Linked DNA regions of Mus musculus: regions 2 and 3 are each linked to region 1. The links are chromatin contacts, called in public HiChIP or PLAC-seq maps. All regions are on one chromosome and are shown on one strand. Each heading gives the region's core, a stretch centred on a gene start, on an enhancer-like site or on the middle of the called end of the contact. The rest is flanking DNA. Distances are from core to core; before and after follow the strand shown.

Region 1 (4,133 bases), core at 563-3,062:
TAGATAATCAGACTGCAGTACCTATGAGTGACCACTTGAACTCTGTGGTCCCTTTCTATTCCTTCCTGTATCTGCTTCACATCATTTCTGGTCTCATTCTCTTAGAACATTCCATCATGTTGTCACATAGAGGAAAAATATACACCATCAGACTTCAATAGTCTTTTTTTTTTTTTTTTTTTTCCTGAGACAAAGTCTCCTGGAATTGCTGGGGGCAGCCTCGAAATCACAGAGCTCTGCCTGCATCTGACTCCTGAGTGCTGAGATTAAATGCAGGGCTTGTCACACCTGGCCAGACTTAAACGTTCTTAACCTGTCCTCATTTATGAGTTAGTGCTTGGCAATCTCTTCGTCTCTCCTTCCGTAACCCCCCTCCCGCTTCCCCCTCTCTCTCTCTCTCCCTGCCTCCCTCCCAGCTTTCCTCGTCTGTCTCCCTCTCTTCCTTGACCCTATCTTCTTCCTCTCCCTGCCTCCTCCTCTCTCTCCTCACCCAGGACTCCCTACATGCTTAGTATATACTCAGAGCCAGACTTCACCCTCCTCCATTTTTCTTTTCTCATTTGAAATGTTCTCCTTAACGCTGAAGAAATGGTTCCATTCACTGTGATTTGAATTCTAGGGGACCGACCTACAGGCAGGCACGAGTGTCACATGTGTGCGTGTGTGCACACACACACACAACATACACGTTTCCCTCCCTCCATCCCTATTCCTTTCTTTGTTGATTTTGGAGTAGATGGAGGGGGATTTTCTCTTGGTTTTGAAGGACAGACGAAAGATTCTCAACCATTTCAGGGATTAAAGCCCACCCTCCCTCCCTCCCTCCCTTCCTTCCTTCCTTCCCCTCTTTATTTATTCATCTATTTTGAGACATGATTTCATATGGCCAAGTCTGACCTTGAACTCCTGATCTTGCTGCCCCTACCTTCTAAGTGCTAAGATTACAGACATGTGCCACTATGCGTGTTAGTTTGTTAGCACATTGCTAGGTATCAGATTTTCAAATGTCAGTAGGCAAACCCTTTACCAACTGAGCTGTATCCCCACCCAGCCCAGACAGTCCTTTTTTTTTTTAAGACTTCTTTTTTTTTTTTTCTAATTTCAAATATAGCTTATGTTCATTATTGGAAAATATAGAAAGTGTTGGATGTTAAAAGCTGGTCTGGGCAGACAGTTTATTCTGGCCAGATGCCTTCCAAGCATGTCTTACAACCAGAGTTCCATCTGGATGGAGAGGGCCGACTCCTGAAAGTTGTCCTCTGATCTCCGCACATGTGCCATGGGGGCTCACACCCTGCCATATGTCGTACACACCTGCATGCTCACACGCAGTGGTTGGGGCTTATTCTGTGTTTTTCAATAGTGAGAGTCCATGCCCTCCATTAAGGTGCACTGAGGCAGAGAATCTTTGCTGACTGTGCGCTTATTGCTCCTCACTGATCCTGGCCGTCTGCCTTACCACAAGAACTCAGACTTGGGGCTCTTTGTATCCTGGTGCCCCGTGGTTCTCTCACCCTGTGTGACTTAGCTCTCAGTGTGGCAGCAGGCAGCCCTGTGAAGCACAGTAGGTTAGAACAGCAGACGCCGATGTCTTCCTAAGCGTCCCCAAGGCAGGTATTTGATTGCAGCAGTGTTGGCCTCGGCTCCATTAAGCTTCAGAACCAAGGCAGAAGAAAGGATTTCCATGGTAGAAGCTTAAAGCAAGAGGTTGGGGGGATCGGAAGAATCAGAGAGCAGTTAAGACTTACGTTGTCTCTGCCACATTCACTAGTGTTAGCCAGTCAGTTTGCATGATTCAGGGTTGGGGAAGTAACTCCACACACAGACAGGAAAGGCACTTAATTGGCTGCCAGTCTCCCTTAGTGGTACTTCCCACACTGTCCTTCTGCAGCTGAAACTTGGAGAGAAAATTATCAGGGAGTTCTGAGAAAGCTGAGGGACAGATGGAGTTGTCCCCTGGGGTCGGTGGGTCTGTCACGTACTTCTGTGGCTGTCCAGAGCTGCAGTGTCTAGATAGCAGTTTGTCCTTTCTGAGCCACCGGAGTCAGTATAGGTGCTGTCCCACTGGAAACAGACACTTTGCCATTTCCTTGTTACTTGTTATTTTGTCTCTTAGCAAGCCTTGCTTCTTGGTTTGGTTTCTTCTTGCTAGGTTTCCCCTGTACTATGAGCTGAAGATTGCCTTCGTCATTTGGCTGCTGTCGCCCTACACTAGAGGGGCGAGTTTAATCTATAGAAAGTTCCTTCATCCCCTGCTGTCATCAAAGGAAAGGGTAAGTGAGATGTACGGGTTACTTCCCCACTGTCTTTAAGTAGTGTGTGTCAGCATGCGTAACATCCAGAGGCTTCTTAACGTTATTCTAAATAAAACTAACAGGGGGAAGTGGTGCACACCTCCGGAGGCAGAGGCAGGTAGATCTCTGAGTTGGAGGATAGCCTGGTCTACATATCCAATACCAAGCTAGCCAGGACTACATAGTAAGACCCTGTCTCATAAAACCTGAATAAACTAACATCTATTGGTGTGTTGTTGTTATTCTTAGCCAGTTTTTGTTTTTAAGACAAGATCTTGCCGGGGCCTAGCAAACACAGAAGTGGATGCTCACAGTCAGCTATTGGATGGATCACAGGGCCCCCAATGGAGGAGCTAGAGAAAGTACCCAAGGAGCTAAAGGGATCTGCAACCCTATAGGTGGAACAACAATATGAACTAACCAGTACCCCGGAGCTCTTGACTCTAGCTGCATATGTATCAAAAGATGGCCTAGTCGGCCATCACTGGAAAGAGAGGCCCAATGGACTTGCAAACTTTATATGCCCCAGTACAGGGGAATGCCAGGGCCAAAAAGTGGGAGTGGGTGGGTAGGGGAGTGGAGGGAGGGTATGGGGGACTTTTGGGATAGCATTGGAAATGTAAATGAGGAAAATACCTAATAAAATTAAAAAAAAAAAAAAAAGACAAGATCTTGCAGGGCATTGATGGCATAAGCCTTTAATCCCAACACTTGGGAGGCAGAGGCAGGCAGATTTCTGAGTTCGAGGTCAGCCTGGTCTACAGAGTGAGTTCCAGGACAGCCCAGGGCTACACGGAGAAACCCTGTCTTAAAAAAAAAAAAAAAAAAAAAAAAAAAAAAAAGACAAGATCTCACTGTATAGTCCTGGCTAGTCTAGAACATCCTATGTAGATCAGGCTGGCCTCCAATTTACACAAAGATCACAAAGATCTGACCATCCACAGTGCTGGGCTTATGGCTTGCACTACCACACCCAGCTTAATTTATTTATTTTTCCCCCCTCAGGGCCTCCTGTAGCCCAAGCTGGCTTTGAACTTACTAAGTAGCTAAAGATAACCTTGAACTTCTGCTCTAACTGACCATACCTCCCTATAGGGATCTCAGGGGTGTGCTACCACACCTAGTTTTACTGTTAATTTTTCTGCCCCCAGGAAATTGATGATTATATTGTCCAAGCCAAAGAAAGAGGCTATGAGACAATGGTGAATTTTGGACGGCAAGGTTTGAATTTAGCAGCTGCAGCCGCCGTCACTGCAGCAGTGAAGGTAAGTTTGCCTTTGTCTGTTTAGCCAGGGTCTCCTTGTCAGCAGATGCAGAGAGGCAGCTAGTTTTATTTTAGATCATTATAAAGCTATGACAGAATTTCGTTTCATATTTATTCTAACAATGAAATAAACAAGTAGGTGATTTTAATGATATTTTAACACTTCATTTTCTGTCCTACTTGGGAATCCAAACCTCTTAGTGATTATGACATTAGAAGTAGCTAATAAAACATACCTGCAGGCTGGGTGTGTTGGCGCATGCCTTTAATCCCAGCACTTGGGAGGCAGAGGCAGGCGGATTTCTGAGTTCGAGGCCAGCCTGGTCTACAAAGTGAGTTCCAGGACAGCCAGAGCTATACTTTTAACCTTGCATAGTTTTGATGAGTCACCTTAAGTATCTCTGTATCTTTGATGTTTCTCTCTCTCTCTCTCCCTCTCTTCCTCCCTCTCTCTCTCTCCCTCTCTCTCTTGCACTGCCTTGCTAGGATTTCTTGCTTGCTTTTACACCTCTACTTCCACCAATTTGAGGTAACTGTTGATTCAGAAGAAAGCATGTGAAAAGTGTGTTCTCAGA
Region 2 (3,773 bases), core at 867-3,366, 91 kb before region 1:
TGAGTACAGAAGTTCAAGACTAGCCTGGACAACAAGGCAAAAGTTCATCTTAGAAAATCTTACTTCTGTCATCCCCAAGAAATACTATACAGAAGTCACAGTGTTTATAGAAGACAATTCCCCTCCCATAGCAATACAATAGGCACACCATAAGGAAAGCCAACTGAGCATTTTGTAGCTGAACGTAAAATTACACTAATACCGGTGCTAAAGCGTTCTACATTTCATAGGTTCAAATAATATGTAAGGAACCCTTGGAAAAAGTATAAAAACTGAAATACAGTAACAAATCACTTGCCAAATTGTTGAAAGAAACAACTCACACTGTTTAAGTTCAGCATGGATTTTTTTTTCCATTAAAACTTATATAAAATGAAATGTTGATATATTAAGGTATATGAACCAATAATCAAGAGGAATGTTTAATGTATGTAAACAACCTGTCACTTCCCGAAACTCCCTTCTCTCTTTTCCAATCAACTGCTGTGAGCCACAGCATATACATAACTACATATAGAGAGAGAGTCTTGATTGTGACCCCAGCAGGCCTGGAACTTGACATCTTCCCACACCACACCCACGATTTTGGATTACACCCATTCAAAGCAGTGACTGCCTGACAATTGTTACTTCTAAGCAACCACCTTATTATCTTGCTATTTGGAAAAATAAGGGAGGTGGGCAACTGGAATATGTTTGTTCCCTCTGTATCCCTTTCTTTCCAACAGACCTTTCAAAAACAGTTTCAGAACTTGACTGTCTCCAATACTATCTAATCTAATTTCCTAATTCTCACGTATATAGGAACACAGTACATAATTCTGTTCCGTGTTTGCTTTAGTGTCTAAGCCATTACCCAGGCATCCTCCACGTAAAATCTTCAATTTTCATATCAAAGCGGAAAGAGAAATGAGTTCCGGCATCTTTACACAAACACAAAGCAACGGCTTTGTGAAGCTATCACAAGTAAGCATTAAGATGAGTAAAGTTTAAGGGTTCTTTTTTTCCTTTAGCACAAAGAACTGCCATGCGGAGTTTTGTCAATTGTCTCTATTTTTAATTCCTCTTATAAGTATTCACAACTAAGCCTATTTTACACGGTTAAACTAATAATACAGTGCGTGGGGAACTATGGAATTGATAGCAGGTAGGAATGGTTTGCAAGAACACACTCGAAACTTCCAACAACCATATCAAAATGGTGACTATTTTTGCATTTTATGGTGGATTTGATCTAAATGCAAAGGGGGAATATCTTAATATTCCCTACCCCCACTCTACTTACTCAACTCTATCTCCAGTCTACTCACTCAATCCCATTCCCTTATGAGAATGCGCTTGTGACCAAAAGAATGTATCCTGGCACGAAATCATAAATACACATTTATTCTCCTGAAAGGTAACACTGACAGTGTCCTATGTAACTGATAAATGTAGGGGAGGCTACTTAGAAGTACTAAATGCCGTTCAAACCCCTAATTTACACTATCTCTAGCCTTCGTGAAGCCATATAAGACTCAGGAGCCGGAGTTCCCTAAAGCACTGTCCGTTTCTAACAAACAAAATACAAAATGATGGAGAAAGGGAGAAATAATTTCGACTAGCCCTCGTACCAAAAACATTTCTATCGTTTCCGGCTGGAAAGCCAAACGCAGGATGGTTTTGCCCGGCAGAGTCGGGCCATAGCAGCCAGCGCTCCCCTTGCCGGGCCCGCCCGCCCCACCTGCCGCCCGCCCGCCCCGCGCAGAGGGGCGTGCCACATGCTGCCCGCCAGCTCTCACCGCCAGGTCCGGGTGGCCGCGGTCGCGGTGGGACACGGCTCGGATGACCCCCGCCCGCCAGCCGCGCCCGCAGCCGCTCTGCCCGCGCTCCGGACGCGCGTCCTCGCCGGCCGCCACGCACAGGAACCGCTTCCCCACCAGCTCGGGCCGCGTCTCCACCGCCATGGCCGCCACTGCGCCGGGGACGAGCGCAGCCCGCTCCTACCGGCCGCCCATGCCGAGGAGCCGACCGCAGGCGAGGCGGCCCGCGAGCGAGAGCGCCCCTGCACGCTCGACGACCCGGAGCCGCGCCGCCCACGACCTCACGCGCGGCCCACAGGCAAACTGACAGGAATGAGCGCGCGGCCGCTCAGGCGGCCGGTACCCCTCCGCCCCTCCGGCCGCGCCGCGTGTCCTTCCGCGGGCGGGGGAGTGGGGGTCGGCGTCGGCGGGCGCGCCAAGTAGTGCCGCCCACGGACTGCGCTGCGGCCTCGAGAGGTGGCCGCCGAGGGACAGCAGCCAGGCTGCTTCTGCCGCTCCGTCTGCGCCCCCTCGGAGGGGCGAGTGCGGGGACGGGGCTCGGCTCCCACGCGCGGTCGCAGAGCCAACTCCCGGAGGTCCGCATGTCAGGAGCGACGGCCGTGCGAACACATAGCGCCGTCGTCAAGGAGCCCGGATCCCCGCGCGGCCCCGGGCGAGCCGCGCCGCCCACCCCACCGCGCCCCCTCGGCGGCCCGCGGCTCTAAACCAGCATTCCTCCCGGCGGCAATTCTAATTCCGTGTTGGAGCAGTTCGGAGATTTACACCTCGTGCCGCCTTCTTACAGGAACGCTAGACACTCCACCGCGAGCTGTTACCGACATCCTTAAATTTCACAAACTGTCTCAGAGCCAACCCGAGTACTCCGCGTACTAGAACATAGGTAATAAAACGGAAAGCTCCAGAGTCAGTTACTGGAAAAGACCACGGAAAGAAAAGAATCTTAGCCAATCACACTTGAAGAAAATAAATGATGGTTTTACTTCCCGTCCAATCACAACAGGACTTTATAACCCAGACAAAGACAGCTAGGAATTCCTCTTCTGATCGCTCCTCAGTTCTCACAGGCAAGTCTCTCTTTCAAGATAGCAGTGAGAAGTTTGACGACCGCTATGCTTGTATTTTAAAGATCTGTGAAAACGGGAATCAAAATTCAATCTGCCGTTTTCCAGGGATTATCATCTTCAAAAATTCATCTAATCCTATAAAAATCTTTTCCTCCCCCCCATGCTTTCTGAAAACCCTTACAATAGCACTGAGTGCTTACAATAAATACAAAAGACATATCTGTAGACCATTTAAACTAAACTGTTAAAGCTACAGACAGACAGTGGCGGTGGGAGAGTTGGAAACTCTCAAAGTCAGTTGAATAGATCAGCTCAGGGCTGAAGAGATGGCTCTGCGGTTAAGACTGCTCTCCCAGAGGTCCTGAGTTCAATTCCCAGCAACCACATGGTGGCTCACAACCATCTATAATGGGCATCTGATGCTAGGAAAACTGCACAAATCTGCATGCTGTCGGCTCTGGATTCCTTCATTCCCACCTAAGGTTAGTAAGCCCAATAAAACAAGCCACTGAAAGAGTGCAGCACATATAAAGATGTTTAAACGGAGTCTCATATTCAAATACCAACCATCAGTGATCTCCCTGCTTTATAACTTGCAGCACAAAGTAATCATTAAAGGAAATTGGGGCTGGGGACAGACGGTGCTGCTGGGTGGCAAAGCACTTGCCTACTTGGTGGGAAGGTCTGGGTTGGGGTCCCAGTGTGGGTGAAGTCTTTTTGTTGTTGTTTCTCTTTTATTTTTTAAAGAAGACTGCTTAATCCCCAACTGTCAATGACACCATACTACTACAAGGAAAACAGTCCATTAAAAAGCATGTAAAGACAACGAAAGCAACACTCTGGAGAGAAACAGCTTTCCCAGGCCACAGATCCCCACAGCAGCATTTCTTACTAGCTAATCATGGGG
Region 3 (3,632 bases), core at 619-3,118, 110 kb after region 1:
CCTTTCCTCCCAGCACAAAGAGAGGCAGGTGGATCTCTGTGAGTTATGAGGCCAGCCTGATCTACAGAGTGAGTTTCAGGACCATGTAGTCTTGAAAAAAAAATAGAAAAAAAAATCATATGTATAATGTATGTGTTGTGTGGTTGTGTGCACAAAAGTACAGGTGCTGGGGCAGTGCTGGCACATGCCTTTAATCCCAGCACTTGGGAAGCAGAGACAGGCGGATTTCTGAGTTCGAGGCCAGCCTGGTTTACAGAGTAAGTTCCAAGACTATACAGAGAAACCCTGTCTCGAAAACCAAAAAATAAAAAAATAAAATAAAAAGTACAGGTGCCTATGGAAGCCAAAATAGGGCATTAGATCCCCTGGAGCTGGAATCTCAGGTGGCTTTGAGCTACCCAGTGTGAAAGCTAGGAACCGAACTTGGGTACTTTGCAAGGGCAGTCAGTGCTTCTTCTAATCATTGAAACATCTCGATTCCTTTCCTTTTCTTTTTTCTTTTTTCTTTTTTTGGTTTTTTGAGACTCTATTCCTTCCTTCCCTCTCTTCCTTCCTCCCTCCTTCCTCCCTCTTGCCTTCCTTCTTCCTTCCCTCCTTTCTTCCTCCCTCCTTCCTCTCTCCCTCCCTCCCTCCCTCCCTCCTTCCTTCCTTCCTTCCTTCCTTCCTTCCTTTCTTCCTTCCTTCCTTCCTCCCTTCCTTCCTTCTTTAATAAAAACATTTCTTTCTTTCATCTTGAAACTACCTCCTTGAAACAGTTCTGTAAATTGAAATAAACTAAGGAAGTTTTCAGTTTCTCAGCATGCCCAAGCCTATTGGCTGAGCCAAACGCCCATCACTTTCCCACAGCTTCTCCCAGATGAGCCAGCTGCTAAGGTCAGGGCAGGACACTTGGTTCCTCATGACATCCGTCAAGAACAGTGGCTTGCAATGACAGCAGCTTGTATTTAGCTGGTGACCCGGCTTTTCCTAAATCTCACTGAGAGAAATCTATTTCAATCATCCGGTATGCAATCCCTGTGTGTTGGGTGGGGATGAGACAGGATTTAGCGCTCGTGTTACACTCTTGAATATCACAACTACCACTTGGCAAGTCACAATTTTAACGTGTCAGTTCTCTATGTATATATACATCAGTCAGGAGCAAGTAAGAAAATCAGAAACCACTGAAGTGCCTGCCAGAGGAGAAATTTAATACAGGGATTATGTACATCTTGATGGAGATGTTGGGAGACAAAGGCTTCTCAACAAAGAGAGCTGGGAGGGAGTAAGGCCCGTGAATCCAAGATGCCTTGCTTTTCCTCTGGCTCCATCTCCTCTATATTCTCAAGCGCACTGGCTAATCACAGAGGGTGGCTATGGATAACGGAAGTGAAGATAGGGCAAACTTTCGAGACCAGTGACCCCTAGAGAGAGAGATGAAGGTTGACGAGAGATGGAGAGTACGTAGTGAGCGGATACATCATAAAGAATGTGGAGAGGGACGGATTATGCAGCCACAAGGCTCAGGATACTACATCATCTTGTACAACGAGCCCTCTTGACCCCGTTAGTGGCAAAACCTGACAAAATCCGAGGGCAGGTTGGCAGAGAGCAAAGGCAGGGATCACTGGGGTAGGCTCATTTGAGATATATCACTGTGGCTCGGCACCTACTTAAGCTTGCCTCCCTTTGGAACGTTCTAGTTTCCTTCCCCTTCCTTCCTCCCCACTTCCGCTTACTCCCCTGCTTCAACTTTCCCTGCTGTCATTAGTCAGAACGCTGTGGCTTTACTGGGGAAAGCCTCAACTCTTCTTCAGCTGGCTCCCAGCCTCGGTGGTGGCTTAAACTCCTCAAGGCAAGGATTAGTTCAGCACAAGAGTCTTTCTTTCAAGCCTCCAAGGTCCACAGAGGAAGCGATCCCTGCCTGAGCGCAATGCTGAGAACTCAGAGCCGCTGTTAAGCTTCGTCACGTGTGATCAAGGGTTTGAATTATTGGCTTAGTGACTTTGCAGTTAAAGATTTCTTGAGGTTAATGACTGTGCCCTGCGGTACTGAGAACACAGTGTTCCTGTGTATTAGGTATTGTGGGTTAGGACTGAGATTGTCTATGAATTGATAAAGATAAAGTTCTACTTCCTCTTGGCTGGGGATAAGTTAATATAAAGTCCCTCGGCTTCATTTTTGTGAAGTTTCATCGTGATTTGTTTTGTTTTCGTGTTTTCGTTTTTGTTTTTCCGACACAGGGTTTCTGTGTAACCCTGGCTGGCCTGGAACTTGCTCTTTAGACCAGGCTGGTCTTGAACTCAGAGATCCTCCTGCCTCTGCCCCGCAAGTGCTGGGATTACAGATGTTCACAATCACTCCTTATTTTTATGTTTTTTTAAAAGGAATTTTGGTGGCTTGTTCATTTGCATCATAGACTCTGTGAGGACAGAAACAACATTTCCCATTTTGACGTAAGCATCCAGCATGTCATCTGGCATACATCCAATGATCAGCACATGTTTGGTGGCCAGAACTCTCATGGAGACACTGGGAACGAGCTATATACAATGTTACTAAGCGCCGGGGTGGCTCACGCCTTTAATCCCAGCACTTGGGAGGCAGAGGCAGGCAGATTTCTGAGTTTGAGGCCAGCCTGGTCTACAAAGTGAGTTCCAAGACAGCCAGGGCTATACAGACAAACCCTGTCTCAAAAAACAAAGCAAAAAACCAAAAAACAATGTTACTAAGCTTTAAAAACTAGTTTGGGTGGCCTACAGAGAAGGATGGCTCAGTGGTTAAGAGTGCTTGAACCCAAGTCGGGTTCCCAGCCTCCCTATCAGAGGGTTTACAACTGCCTGTGTCTCCAGCTCCATAGGATCTGATACCCTCTTCTCACCTTTGAGGGGATCTGCACACACGGCATATACAGACATACTTAAATAAAAAGTTGTTTTTTTTTAAATTAAATTGGTTTAAAAAAATTAAATTGGTTTTGATATTTTGCTTTGCTTTCTTTCTTTCTCTCTTTCTTCTTTTCTTTCTTTCTTTCTTTCTTTCTTTCTTTCTTTCTTTCTTTCTTTCTTTCTTTCTTTCTCTCTCTCTCTCTCTTTCTTTCTTTCCTTCTTCTTTTCTCTCTTTCTTTTTCTGAAGTCTTGTGTAGCTCAAGTTGGACTCCTTATGTGTAAACAGCTGACACTGAACTCCTGATGTCCCAATTTCTATGCTCCCAGATGCTGAGACCACAGCTGTGCACCACCATACCTGCAGGCTTTTGTCTGTATTTACAGAAAAAGCATTTCTGCTTCTAAGTGCTGTGTTTAGATAGCACAAAACAAACAAACAAACAAACAACACCCCCCCCCAATTAAAAAAACCCTAACCCTAACTAAAAAACTAAAAACCCTCTAGGAATCTAGCTCTCAGAGATTGCGAATCCAGGTGCTTATCAGGATCAAGTAAGTAAGATGAAATTAACCTAAGTCAAACGGTGATAGACAGTGGAGACCTGAAAAAAAATACTGGAGAGAAATTTCAGTGTTCTCTCCAAAAGGGACAGCTGATGTTCTGAAGTTGTGTCTTAACTGATTTTTATTACATGAGAGGGTGGCCCAGTCATGTCAGACGCTATGGGTGTTTGTGTGCCTGTCTTCCATATTTGTAACTTGGGT

What was found. HiChIP or PLAC-seq counts read pairs in DNA pulled down with a chosen protein or histone mark.
Region 2: a contact with region 1 is called in an H3K27ac HiChIP or PLAC-seq map of microglia, with 2.7 times the contacts expected there. The contact joins the promoter of Jmjd1c here to the enhancer-like site in region 1. A contact is called at or near these places in 6 of 484 Hi-C or Micro-C datasets (brown adipocytes, cerebral cortex, granulosa cells and 3 more), 3 of 115 datasets of contacts at active chromatin or transcription factors (bone marrow-derived macrophages, embryonic stem cells and microglia) and 5 of 9 other capture datasets (adipose tissue, bone marrow-derived macrophages, embryonic stem cells and 2 more).
Region 3: a contact with region 1 is called in an H3K27ac HiChIP or PLAC-seq map of microglia, with 3 times the contacts expected there. The contact joins two enhancer-like sites. A contact is called at or near these places in 12 of 484 Hi-C or Micro-C datasets (bone marrow-derived macrophages, cerebellar granule neurons, embryonic stem cells and 6 more), 18 of 115 datasets of contacts at active chromatin or transcription factors (the HPC-7 cell line, astrocytes, a beta-TC-6 cell line and 10 more) and 3 of 9 other capture datasets (adipose tissue, liver and pancreatic islet).

Annotation. Positions count from the first base shown.
Region 1 is chr10:67,034,025-67,038,157 of GRCm38.p6, reverse strand. Reep3 (receptor accessory protein 3) reads left to right here. Exons shown (of 8, transcript NM_178606.5): 4 at 2,153-2,273; 5 at 3,446-3,559. It overlaps Gm31763 (predicted gene, 31763), which reads right to left. Exons shown (of 7, transcript NR_110511.1): 4 at 1,515-1,694. Among named protein-coding and RNA genes, the nearest start is that of Gm31763, 31 kb to the right of the region's middle. Within about 2 kb of position 1,812, at least 19 of the 459 cell types and tissues checked have an H3K27ac peak or open chromatin away from gene starts, as enhancers often do. A contact at or near this core is called in the HPC-7 cell line, bone marrow-derived macrophages, granulocyte-monocyte progenitors and 1 more, where this site is marked.
Region 2 is chr10:67,125,431-67,129,203 of GRCm38.p6, reverse strand. Jmjd1c (jumonji domain containing 1C) reads right to left here and starts at 2,116. Exons shown (of 26, transcript NM_207221.3): 1 at 1,782-2,116. The coding sequence starts at 1,946.
Region 3 is chr10:66,928,982-66,932,613 of GRCm38.p6, reverse strand. No RefSeq gene overlaps it. Among named protein-coding and RNA genes, the nearest start is that of 1110002J07Rik, 10 kb to the right of the region's middle. Within about 2 kb of position 1,868, at least 83 of the 459 cell types and tissues checked have an H3K27ac peak or open chromatin away from gene starts, as enhancers often do. A contact at or near this core is called in the HPC-7 cell line, bone marrow-derived macrophages, granulocyte-monocyte progenitors and 1 more, where this site is marked.